2 separate regions of the Sus scrofa genome follow, and region 1 is linked to region 2. The links are chromatin contacts, called in public HiChIP or PLAC-seq maps. All regions are on one chromosome and are shown on one strand. The core of a region is the stretch at or near the end of the contact, and the rest is flanking DNA. Distances in the headings are between cores, read along the strand shown.

Evidence for each region. HiChIP or PLAC-seq counts read pairs in DNA pulled down with a chosen protein or histone mark.
Region 1: an H3K27ac HiChIP or PLAC-seq map of skeletal muscle shows a contact between it and region 2. The contact joins two enhancer-like sites. A contact is called at or near these places in 2 of 47 Hi-C or Micro-C datasets (liver and skeletal muscle) and 1 of 2 datasets of contacts at active chromatin or transcription factors (skeletal muscle).

Annotation. Positions count from the first base shown.
Region 1 is chr7:91,942,766-91,948,778 of Sscrofa11.1, forward strand. All of the region lies in intron 8 of RAD51B (DNA repair protein RAD51 homolog 2), which reads left to right. Among named protein-coding and RNA genes, the nearest start is that of RAD51B, 350 kb to the left of the region's middle. Within about 2 kb of position 3,731, at least 42 of the 83 cell types and tissues checked have an H3K27ac peak or open chromatin away from gene starts, as enhancers often do. A contact at or near this core is called in liver and skeletal muscle, where this site is marked.
Region 2 is chr7:92,192,680-92,198,875 of Sscrofa11.1, forward strand. The region is part of intron 11 of RAD51B (DNA repair protein RAD51 homolog 2); the gene reads left to right. Among named protein-coding and RNA genes, the nearest start is that of ZFP36L1, 300 kb to the right of the region's middle. Within about 2 kb of position 3,577, at least 31 of the 83 cell types and tissues checked have an H3K27ac peak or open chromatin away from gene starts, as enhancers often do. A contact at or near this core is called in liver and skeletal muscle, where this site is marked.

The DNA of each region.
Region 1 (6,013 bases), core at 2,481-4,980, 250 kb before region 2:
AAGAGTATGACATTATGTAAGATGCCTCTGGCTTACTCATCTCCACTGTGGCAGGAATTGCCATTTTCAAGGTCTTATGTATTGTGGGCTGAGAAAGAATGACCCCAGGGAGTAGACAGCTGCAATAAAATATGGGTTCATCTGCTCACAGTTTCAGAACAGAGCAGTCTTCAGGGGGAGTTCCCGTCATGGCTCAGTGGTTAACGAATCCGACTAGGAACCATGAGGTTGCGGGTTGGATCACTGGCCTTGCTCAGTGGGTTAAGGATCTGGCGTTGCCATGAACTGTGGTGTAAGTTACAGATGCGGCTCGGATCCTGCGTGGCTGTGGCTGACAGCTACAGCTCCAATTAGACCCCTAGCCTGGGAGTCTGCATATGCCGCGGGAACGGCCCTAGAAATGGCAAAAAAAAAAAAAAAAAAAAAAGGCAGTCTTCAGGGTGTTGGGGTAACTAGGCCCCAGTCTCCAGTCCTTGACTCAGCTCCATTCTTACAAGGTCTTTGGCATATGCTGGACAGTGCTTCCTCTTCAGCTGGTCAGTCACTCTGTCTCCAGGAAGGTAACCAACAGGGCAGGTATCCCAGGTCCAGTGTGGGGCTTGCTAGACCTTTTTGGTTAGACAAGTCTTCAGCTGGGAGCCAGGATCAGAACCGTGTTGTACCTCTGTATCTTTGTATCCCCCACAGCTTTCTGGATTGCCTCATCTCTAAATTAATGACTTAACGTTTGATAGAATGATTGTTCGTGATCAGCTTCTGGTGCCATCATGGGCCAGGCTATAGCTTCATCTCTTATTAAAATTTCAGCTTTTTGACGAGGCTGAGGAAACTCAACTCACCTCTAGCCAGTCTCTGCATTCTGCCCCTGCTCTTCAGAACAAGTTCGCTTCTTTCAGCTGGGTAGACACAGAGAGCAGGCCTGTAGCCAGTTGAGAGGCTACAAAAAGCATCAAATTGTAGGGCAGTCTTATGCAGATGACTTTTTGATTCAATATAATGTGGGTTGTATTAGTTGAGAGTTTTTGATGTTAACAGAAGCTAACTCTCGCTACCTTAAAGGAAAAAAAAAAAAAACAAAAACCCCCAAGTTTTGAAGGGATATGGAATGGGTCATAGAATTGAAGGAAAAGTAGAGTGAATATATTTTCAGAGCAGGACAACTCTAGGAATCCAGGAAACAGGAACGAATAGATACCTCACAGTACTACTTCTGGAATGAATCCATTCCAGGAATTTTTTTACATCTTTATTGTTCAGCTAATTATTCGGAGTCCCAGGAGAGAATCTGATTGGCTGGCTTGGGTTATAAGCCTGTGCTTGCCTACAGGAATCACCTGCACCTGGAATGAGAGTCCCACCAGCACTGCCTACAACAAAGGTCACAAGAGTTCCCAAACCATGGTATTTCTACCAAAAGAAAGGGAGATTCAAAGGCAGCAGATGTCCACTACAGATCTGTGCAGGGGAGGAAAAGATTCAGGCTTACAGCCCAAGAAATGAACAGCCATGCAGGGGTTTCTGCGTCTTAGGATGTGCCCTGCAGATGCTTGTCCCAGCTCAGGAGTGCTCAGCTGTAATTGTCACGTCCTTTTGTCTCCAGCGTACTTTTAGAATTTAAACCAGTCATTAGCAAGGGGCATCACTGGTCATTGTAGTTGCCTGGAGCAACATGAATTTTAAAAAATTCTTTGTGATAAAAATCACCATCATCACTGTCGTCATCCCTTCTGGAAGGCCAAAATTAAGGCCAGTTATTAGAAGTAAACTGTCACAAGAACCTCCCGGTTAAGCGATTGTCTCACTTTTGAGTTGTGTCAATCCACAGGATTTGAGTCTTTGCGGGCTTTGATGAGAGTAACTCACTTCAAAAGGATCAGCAAGACAGAGATTTCTATTTCCATAGGCTGAGGGATTTCTAACAAGAAGCCATATTGTGGATAGTAGATTATAATAACAAAGGGGATTTTAAAATGCGGATGACACATTGACTTGGAATGTTTTCTCATCTGTATTTACTTACTCCTAAGTATGTTCCTTCGTGCGCTTTTTCTCAAGTGGATGGCCAGCTGTGGGCCACCTTTTTCTGCTCTCATGGCTCTATGCCCGCTTTCTTTCTTTCCTGAACCACTCTGCCTTCCTTCATCTAGTCTTGTGTTTTCTCTCTAAATCTTCTTTTCTCTTAACTCTATTTCATCTCTCCTTTCTTTTCCCTATTTGGTCTTACAGTTCATAGCTTTTTTTTTTTTTTTTTAAATGAAGTATAGTTGATTTACAGTGTTGTGTTCATTTCTGCTGTACAGCAGAGCTATTCAGTTACACACACACACACACACACACACACATTCTTTTAAAAATTCTTTTCCATTTCATAACTTCTATTCCTTTTCCTGAAATTCCTTTCTTTTCGCCTCCTCTAAATCAATGTTCTAGTGCCCTACTCCCAAGCTTCTTATCACTTCACGGTTAATCCCTAATGTGTTTACTGATCTGTGGGCCAAAAGGCAAAATCCCCAGGGCTCTCTCTCCATGCCAGCACGGTGAAAAGCAGCAGCTAGCATTGCTCAACAAATGCCTTGTGAACCATGACTCAAGGGATGAGAACTCTTTTGTCAGTGAAAGTTTACATGTATATGTCTGCATGTATAGCTAAGATGTATGACCGCATTCAGGCAGTTAGTTTGCTGAATGGGCAGACACTTGGAGTTTTCATTTTTCTGATAGGGAAGAGAATTAAACACCTTCGCCTAAATTTCTTTCTTAAGTTAATGGACGAGGTCCTGAGAAGTTACGTAAGGAAACCAGATGATATTAAAGAGAGAAACGGGGACAGGAGACCAGCAAGCAGTCAGGCATTAGTACATCCTGATCCTGCTGACACATTTTCGACAGCAGACACAAAGAACCTATTATGGGTGCGGTGATAGAACAGAAAGCAGAAGCAGGAAAGAGATGGCAATAAATGGGAATAAAATCCAAGCGATTGCTGTGTTTGACTGAAAGAAAGAAGAAAGAGGGAAGGGCGTACCAAACGTGGAAGGGCAAGAGAATGGAAGTAGAGACATACCAGTGGAGACAGATCAGAGATTCGAGACGCTTTTCTTGCCTCAATAAAACATTACACATTAAACAGCAAACAGGGAACATGTATTTATCCTACTCAGCCTCAGTGTCTGCAGGACTTTAAGGAATAAAAGCCCGACACTGTTAGAGTAGCATCTTTAAAAAAATGTCACTTCAGGAATCCAGTCCCCTATAAAAGATTTGGGAGAATGTGAGTCGCCCAAGTGAGAAGCAGTGGCAAGTGATACACATCTTAAGGAAAAGTGATTTCAAGTGGTATTGAGGGCTTCCCAGCTGTCAAAAAAAGAAGAGCAATAGGGTCCCATCCACCTTGCGTGCCGGGAAAGAGCAGACCCACCTAATGTTTGTCTAGTCCTGGGCCAGATGCTTTACATACCCTTCTAATTATAAGCCTCTCTGTACATAAAAGTGAAGCCAAGGGGCTGAGAATGCTACCCATTGGGAAGAAAAAGCAGAGGGAATTTGCGGAGCCAGTTCCTAAGGCTCAGGGGGAAATAACTTTGGTTTTGTCAAGTCAGAGCGAGCAGCCAAAGGCAGCAGCCATAGGAGCCTGTCTGAGGTAAATCACCCGGCGAGGTCTGTTCTGTCTTTATTGCAAGGTCAGGGACCATAGCCAGGCGGCCACATGGCTTCAACCGTGGAAATCCCCTAACTTTCCAACGGCTGCAGCCCCACAGCTCCGAGGTTTTACTCACAGAATGGCTCTCTTCCAGCTTTCAAATCTTTCCAAGTTGATTAATCATGTTCTTCTTCTGACTCATTCAGGCCTCTAGAAAATAGCTCTAGGTCCTGGAGGAGCCGTGCAGATCAAAGAGGTCAGATAAATTGGCCTGATGTTGGCCTATAGGAAAACCTAGAAGATACTGCCAAGAGCATTTAAGTATCTGTCCTCAGATGCCAGCATGCGGGCTATGGCCCTAGGCCATCAGCTCATTCATGTATTTGAAATAGGGTGGGGGGGGTGGGGGGTTCACTTGTGTTAGGAAATGGGGCTGTGAGTGGGAATTTTGATTTTTTTAATGTAAGGTTAAGTATTGTAGGCCTCTTAGTAGACAGCTTATTTTTCTATTTATTTAGATGGACTAAAGGTCAGAATAGAACCCTCTGGTGACAACGGCACCCACTCATACAGGGCTGTTATTTGTCAGGCACCATACTGGTTGTTGCCCTAAGAGACCACATTCACAGACTGAGAGGTCAGTTCTGGTTGTCTAAGCCAAGACCACTTACATTGATGACATTATTTTGTCTGGCTGATATTCCTTCTCATGAAGTTTATTTTAGAAGAAATGTTTAGTTTTAGATTCATGACGCACTTAGCTATCCTGGAAAGTCCACTTCTCTTGCTTTGGGGATGCGTTTAGTCATTCAGCTCACGGACACTTACTGCTAATTACCAGGACCTGAGTGTTCCCGTCTTTGGGAAGAAGACATCACCTCTGACGGCAGTTCAGCGTTGTGTTAGTGCTTTGTGATTGGCATGAGCGAAATACTTGGGAAAGCATGGGAGCGACAGCAAATGTTTCTGCAAAGGAAACACTGGAGTGGAAACTTCAAGAATAGGTAGAACTTTCTCAGATGGACAGAAGTGGGAGGAGCATCACCAATGGAGGGAATGGCTTGTGGGAAAGGGAACAACAGCATGCTTAGGTAGAAGACGTTTTAAAAATGGAGTTGTGGCAAAAGATGAGCTCAAGTGTGTTAAGTTGGGCTAAGAGTCTGGTGGACCTTGTGGAGCATACTAAGGCCTTCCCCTGTAAGCACGTCTGAAGTTGTAAGAAAGAATAACCTCATTTGATTGTGTTTTCAGGAAGCGAATTCTGAGGGTCGTGTGGGGTGGGAGAAAAGGGTCACAAAAAGGGACCAGCTGGAAAGTGGGAGTAGGAGGAGCAAAGGTGAGGGGCAGACTTGAGAGGCACCTTGGAAGTCAAATGGGCGGACAGTGACTGCTTGGATACAGATGTGGGTGTTTAGACGATGCCCCAGATTAGGGACTCAGAAAAAGCATGACGCTGTCGATGAGAAATTAGGAGGAAGACCAGCCTCGGGGAGTGACGAGGTTCCTTTGTGACATGCTGAGTTCAAATTAAGGTGCCAGTGAGAGGTGAGTACTTGGAGATGATTAGAAATGAAGCTGAAGAGGAAGGGGGCCAAGGACAGTAGAGAGTGTATTCTGTGTAGATTGTAGGTCAGGAATCTGTTCGTGCTATGTAGATTTTTAGGAATCTCTCCCTGGGTGTTTGGCAACCATATTGGTTGTTTCTGTGGCAGAACACACTTTGGATTATGTTATTTTCCTACACGTGACTAACTTCTTTTTTTTTTTTTTTTAAATGAGGTTGGAAGCCTCAGCCAAACACTAGCAGGACACTGACCCCTTTTAGGCCATTATCTGCATGTGCTTCTTTGGGAAGGAGTTGGGGAGTCGTTCTTGGAGGCACAGAAACACATGTTCCCACTCAGCTTTCCCTGGCTGACCTGAATTCCAAGTGACTGCTGGCCCTAGAGAGACTTGCAGACATCTACACAAAAGGAGTGTCATTTGTATGCAGCCCTGAGCTAATTGTATCAATCTGTCCCTTAAGTCTCTGAGAAGGCACACATGTTGCTTCTCCAGTTTGCACCCATTTTCAAGGACACCTGTATGACCCTTCATCACATCAGCTGACCCCTCCCCCTTTTACTCACCTGCTATTTCAATTATGTGAGCAGAGGTGCATCTGCCTCAACACTCCCTGTCCTGGGATATTGCTTCAGAAGAAGATTATTGGGGAAAACATTTCTGCTTTTGAGGCAACTCGGGGATTTAAATCTCTTCCAGCCTACAGAACACCTGGATTCAAGTATCTATTCCCTTCTGACTCTGGAAAAATGAACTGCGTCTTGAATTGAAGCTCATAAGCACATTGAAAAACCGAGCGCCTGTTTCCTC
Region 2 (6,196 bases), core at 2,327-4,826:
TTTTCAGTTGTTTGTGTAGATATCTAGGAGTGGTATTTCTGGATTACTACTTCTTTGCTTAACTTTTTGAGGAACTGCCACACCGTTTCTCACAGTGGCTGAACCATTTTACGTTCCCACCAGCACAGGTCTGATTTATCCTTCTCAGAGTCACATTCTAAAGGACGACAAAGCCCTTCTAGCTCTAAAGGGCCATGTGTCATGTAGACAGAACTCACAGCCTCTATGCAAAGAAACAATTTTGCACACACCTGTGGACAGGGTAAGGGGAGAAAGGGGAGCCCTTGCAGATAAGCTGAAGGATGGTTCAGAAAGTAGCAGGCTTTACCTGTCTCCTTGCCCTTCTCTCCTCACCTAAGCAAGGAATGCACCAAAGAAGTTCATTATCGGGAATTCCCATTGCCACTGAGCAGTAAGGAACTGAACTAGGATCCATGAGGATGCGGGTTCAATCCCTAGCCTCATTCAGTGGGTTAAGGATCCGGCATTGCTGTGAGCTGTGGTGTAGGCCAGCAGCTGTAGCTCTGATTCCACCCCTAGCCTGGGAACCTCCATATGCCACATCTTCGGCCCTATTAAAAAAAAAAAAAAAAAAAAAAGAATTTCATTGTCTACTGTGTCTTCTTTCTAGTTTATCTTCACTCCTACTTTATTCTCAAGACTGTACGGTCACAGTGACCTTTCCACCCTTGGCCAGATTCCAGTAAATGTGCAGGACTCTGTTGGCTTGTGACTCAGTGTTTCAAACGCCCGCTTTTGTGAACACTGAACGCTACACTCATCAACATCTATGAGCCAGAAACAGAGGAACACCTTTAAAGACAAAGCTGCAAGAGCAAATTTATTAACAGTAGCTGTTGAGGGGAAAGGCAAGGCCATCAAGAGAGCCCTGCCCAGTTAGACTCTTTGCAGGGAAAGGACACACGACTGATTTCTCTCTTGACCCCTCCTGGAAGGAACCAAGGCTTGTGTTACATCTTCATAGCAGTATTATTTAACTGGAAGAATAAAAATTACTCTTGTATGGTAATTGTCCTTCCCTCTCAGTCTCGTAGCTGAAGTCCCCGCCATCTGGGGGGACGGCCTTCCTGAGAGGGCTGGGAAACCCCTGAGACAGTGCCCTTTCTATGAGACACAGACCTTTAGGGCCGAACAAGGGTCTGGAGAGGAAGTGGGGAGGTGGGGTGGGGGATCGAGGCCCGAGGAGGCCTCTGAGGAAAGAGAGGAGTAGGGTCTCCCGGGTGTTGTCTGTGAGTGTGGAGCCTTGGGAGAATGACAAAGGGAAGATGAGGGGCCAAGCGCCCAGAGAGTGAGGGCTTCCTGTGGGGCTTGGCAGGAAGGAGACGCCCCACACCACTTGGAAGCAGGTCTTCCCACGTGCTCACGAGCCTCAGAGGCACAATGGGCTGGACACCCTAACGTATCCCGCCAAGAGCAGGAGGCCCCAGGACACCGCTCTGCATTGAGCCCTGCCCCTGGATGTAAGGGGGTCTCAGCTTTTCACAGGACAGGAGGAACTTGTCCTCACCCCCTGCTAGCGAGTAAAGAATGAACAGCCAGATTAGCTTTTGAAAATAGACCCCACTCCCTTTGGGGGGCCAAGTGGAGCACCAGTGATGTCAGCCTGGAGAGGAGGGTTCCTCCTCCCCAGCCACAGGCGAGAATTCTTACCTTTTGAGTCATAAACCAACAGGGCATTTTGCAGGGTGGGTGGGTGTGGTGGGCTAAACGGCGACTCCCCAGAAAAAAAGATACACGCACGCCCTAATCCCTGGAATCTGTGGGTGTGACCTCCTTTGTAAAAAGGGTCTTTGCACATGAAATTGAGTTGCAGATCTTGAGATGAGTTCATCTCGGATTCCCCCAGAGGGGCTCTAAATCCAAGGACAGGTGTCCTTAGAAGAAACGCACAGAGGAGAGATACAAGAAGAGAAGGCCGTGTGGCCCCAGAGGCAGAGACCGGAGTGATGCTGCCGCAAGCCCAAGAACATCTGGAGCCCCCAGAAGCTGGCAGAGGCAGGGAGACATCCTTCCCTAGAGCCTTCTGGGGGAAGCATGGCCCTGCTGATACCTTGACTTTGGACTTCTGGCTTCCAAAAGAATAAATTTCTGTTGCTTAAGCCCCTCAGCTTATGATAATTTGTTGTAGCAGCCCCAGGAGACAGATACAGACTTGTTGCACAGAGAGAGGTGGGGGGACTGGAGGGTGGGAGGATCTGGTGGTCTCGAAAACCAAGTTCATTCCTGGATCTGCTGCTGGTGTCCCAGGTGAACTTCCTTAACTTTGCGCTGTGGGTCTCTTTCCTCCAGTGTCCCTCACATGCTTGATCCTCCTGGCTGAGAGCAGGGCTCACGGCTCACTCAAGGCGGCTACTCAGAGTCTGGGGTCAGATCAGACACTCCCGCCTATTTTATTTTATTTTATTTTATTTTATTTTATTTTATTTTATTTTGTCCTTTCTATGGCTGCACCCGTGGCACATGAAGGTTCTCAGGCTAGGGGTCTTATCAGAGCTGTAGATGCTGGCCTACGCCACAGCCACAGCCACAGCAACACAGGATCCGAGCTGCGTCTGTGACCTACACCACAGCTCACGGCAATGCCGGATCCTTAACCCACTGAGCAAGGCCAGGGATGGAACCCGCAACCTCCTGGGTCCTAGTCGGACTTGTTAACCACTGCGCCACGACGGAAACTCCTCCCCCCTGTTTTAAACGGTGGGACTAGTAATGACCTCACTACTTCTAGAAGGTTTAATACATACTAGATGTGTTTATGGACATTATCTCCCTTGATCCTCAGAATAATCCTACAAGGTTAGTACTCACATCCCCATTCCACAGATGAGGAGGCTGAGGTTCCGAGAGGTCCTGTAGCCTGTTCAAGGTCATTCAGCCAATGAGCCCAGGTCTATCTTTACTCAATCCACAGAATTACAGAAGGTTCAAGCCTCACAAAGATGGTGGACCCAGAGTCCCACAGCATCCCACAGCGCCTGGCTGGATGGCAAAAGTGGATTTTTGTATATTAGCAGCACTGCCACTAAAGTTGGATGACAGATTAACTGAGATTAAAGTTGCTGAGAGGACCAGGTTAGACCCTGCTCACAGCAGAGGGACAGCAAAACATCCAACTTCTGGGGAAATCTAGTCACAACTGAGACCCATCTCGGCCCCAAGGCCCCAAGGCCCCAAGCCTTTCTCCTCTCTCCCCAAGTTGGAGGGGTAGGCAAAACTCCTAACCAAGTGGCTTCCGCCGAGTGAGAATCCTGGACAGTCCACACACAGAGGACACATCCACAGAGCTCCCTCCCCCCAACCACAGCCAGGACCAAGAAGAGAGGAAACAGACCAAGAGAAGGGCTCCAGAAAGGCCTGTCCTAAGCAGGCTGGCTAGACTTGGGCGGGCTCTCCATGCCGGGAGTCCCCCTGCCTTTCACAGAGTCCCCATCAGAGTTTTAGGAGATCTGGGCTGATCCCCCCCCGCTGGCTGTGGCTTAGGCCAGGCCTGGCTAACGTGGCCGCTGCTTCCTCATCCTTCCAGTGCTCTGTATTGGAGGGAGAGCTGGGGCAGAGATGACCCCGGGGCCTGCCAGACTTCCTCCCACGCAGACCTCTGTGTGAGATAAAGGCAGGCAAGGCCGAGCCCCAGGACAGCCGCATAATAAATTCCCTCTGGCCCTCCCGGGCTCATTGTTCTAGTGCAGGAGTTGTTTTGAGTACGATCAAAAGGAAGGAAGAGCACTGTGCTATCAGGCTGGGGAAGAAGGATGCTCTCCTGACCGCTCCTGTTGCCCTTGGCCACCCTCATGTTAAATATGAGGAAACCGAAGGGCCATGTGCAGCCTAACCCCAACCGCGTGGCCAGGCGCATGGCCCTCTGGTGAGGCAGGGCTCCATCTGAAACATGCTGACACCCGTCGTGGTCGCCAGCCCTGGTCCTTTCACTCAGGCCGGAGCACAAGGTTGGAAGCAGTGTGGGGTGGGAGCCGGAAGTGGACTCTGGAGTGGCTGCCTTAGCTGTTGTTTACCCCCCAGGCTGAGAACTGAGGCGGTAAGGGCACAACACTTGGAAAGAATAGGCCACAAAAGGAACTTCCCGACTTTGGCTGGCTTGGTGCCTAGGGCTCAAGACAGTGAATAGCTCAAGTTCTCTGTGAACAGCTCAACTTCGGGTCCGTGGCCTTTTTCCTATGCTCTGCCCAGGTTCATGGGGCGGTGTGTGCCTTCAGGCCCCCCAGCCGGATTCCTGCCGGGAACTGGAGCAGAAAGCATGGCCTTCCTGCAGCTCCAACCGCAGAGGCAGGCAGGGAGGCGCTGAGGGTTCCTCCTCTCCGATGCACAGGCTCAGAGAGTCCTTGGCCTCTCAGACGCCTGCCCTGCCCAGTGCCCAGAGTCTGATTTGCCAGGTGCCCAGCTGTCGTGGCCTGGTCACCTTTGTCTGGGCTGGAGGCCATGTCTGAGCCATCAAAGGCGCCTCCATGGAAGAGGATGTCAATGTGCTTCCTCAACCAGAAAGGTGGTTTGAGCCCGGCCACAGCAGCCCAGGCAAACAAGCAGAAGCCTGTCAATGGAGAGACGGGGGCTGCTGGGAGATCAGACGACAACAAAATGAGAACCATTATCAGTCTCGTCCCAGCCCGAAGGAGGGAGAGCCTTTGAAGCCACAGACAGGCTGAACAGAACTTTCCACCTGAGAGACGCTGGAGATGGGAGGTCAGGCTGCACGCAGCCCCCACAAAACCTGATCAAAGCCTGCTGCAGAAGGGCGGGGGCCCACAGCTGCAGCCCCGCTCCCCCGACGGGCCCCCCCAGGGCTTTCTGCAGACAACGGGGCTGCCTCTGCAGGGGCCTGTGGGAAAACCCAGCGCAGATGCGCTGTGCAGCCAAACCCCCAAGCAGCACTGCTGGGAGAGGGGAATGCGAAACCCCTCAGTGGTCCTGAAAAGAAGAGGAAGGGACTCAAAGCATGCAGAAAATGCAAAGACCACCCACCTGAGGAGTGCCTACCTTTCAGAAACAAGTCACTCCCGGCTTCTGAAAGAACAAACAGGCCAACACGTCTGCTCAAAGTGCTGAGCAGAACATGGGGCTTTGTGGGAAGCCTGGCCCCTGTGAGCATCCGAAGCTTAAAGTGTGTTGGCCTCTGCGGTGCCTATTCTAGGGTTTCCTTGCAGCCACCTCCTCCCTGGCAACTGAGAAACAGCAAGAAGCCTCATTCAGGGAGGAACAGGGCCCAGTGTGGACGCCTCTAAGGCGCTTCTTCTCTGGCTGGATGGCGGTAGCTCCCAGGGAACATTCTAGGGGCCTCTTCTAGGCTGGATCTGGGATGGGGGCACTTGTGTCCGGCCTGCCTGCCTTGGTCCCTCTGGAACAGCTTCAGCCCACCGTGCCTGGCCCCGAGCCTCTTCCCTCCTGCCTGGAGCAGCACTTCATGGAGCCCACAGTTCGGTCTTTTCCGAAGTGGGTGCAACAGAGCAACGCCACCTCCACTGCGTTTTCCTTTTCCAGAGATTGAGAAGGCTCCTTCCTTCTCCCTCTGGGGGATGAGTTTGGAGGGAGGGTAGAAGCGGGTACTCACGTGGAGGCCTGGTTGGGGGGATTTGGGGAAGGAGGGCGTGTATGGAGGAGGAAGGTTGCCCAGGAGTGCGGGGGAAATCTGTGGTGAGAAAGTTCCAGAACCTCTGGTGTCACCAGCTGGCGGTCTTTCCAGAAGGGATGAACAGGGACTAGACCGAGGGCCTCAGGGGGGGACAGAATGGAGGATTGGAGCATCTCCTCCCCGCCCCCTTCTCCAGAGGCCACATCCTCAGGAGGGGAGGCAGCAGGGAGTGAGTAGCCGTCCGCCATTACTCAGAGGACATCTATACATGGTTACGGCTTTGCTGGTGAGGTGGGTGGGATTACCTCCATTTTACAGGTAGCCACACAGAGATTCCGAGAGGTGGCTGAGGCTCTCCCAGGACACACCTGGAAAGGTAGAGCCAGCACTCAGCCCCCGTTGGCCTGGCTCCAAAGCTCATAACCTTCCTGACTGGTTCTGGTCCTGCCCCGCCTCTCAAGGCTAGGCCTGCATTTGTTGACTTTCCACAAATATTTGTTAAATTGGATTCAACTGACTAGCTAAACACATGCAGGCCTCTTTCACACTGACCGAGAGGAATCCTTGAAGGGTCCAGGTTATGGAAGGAAATTC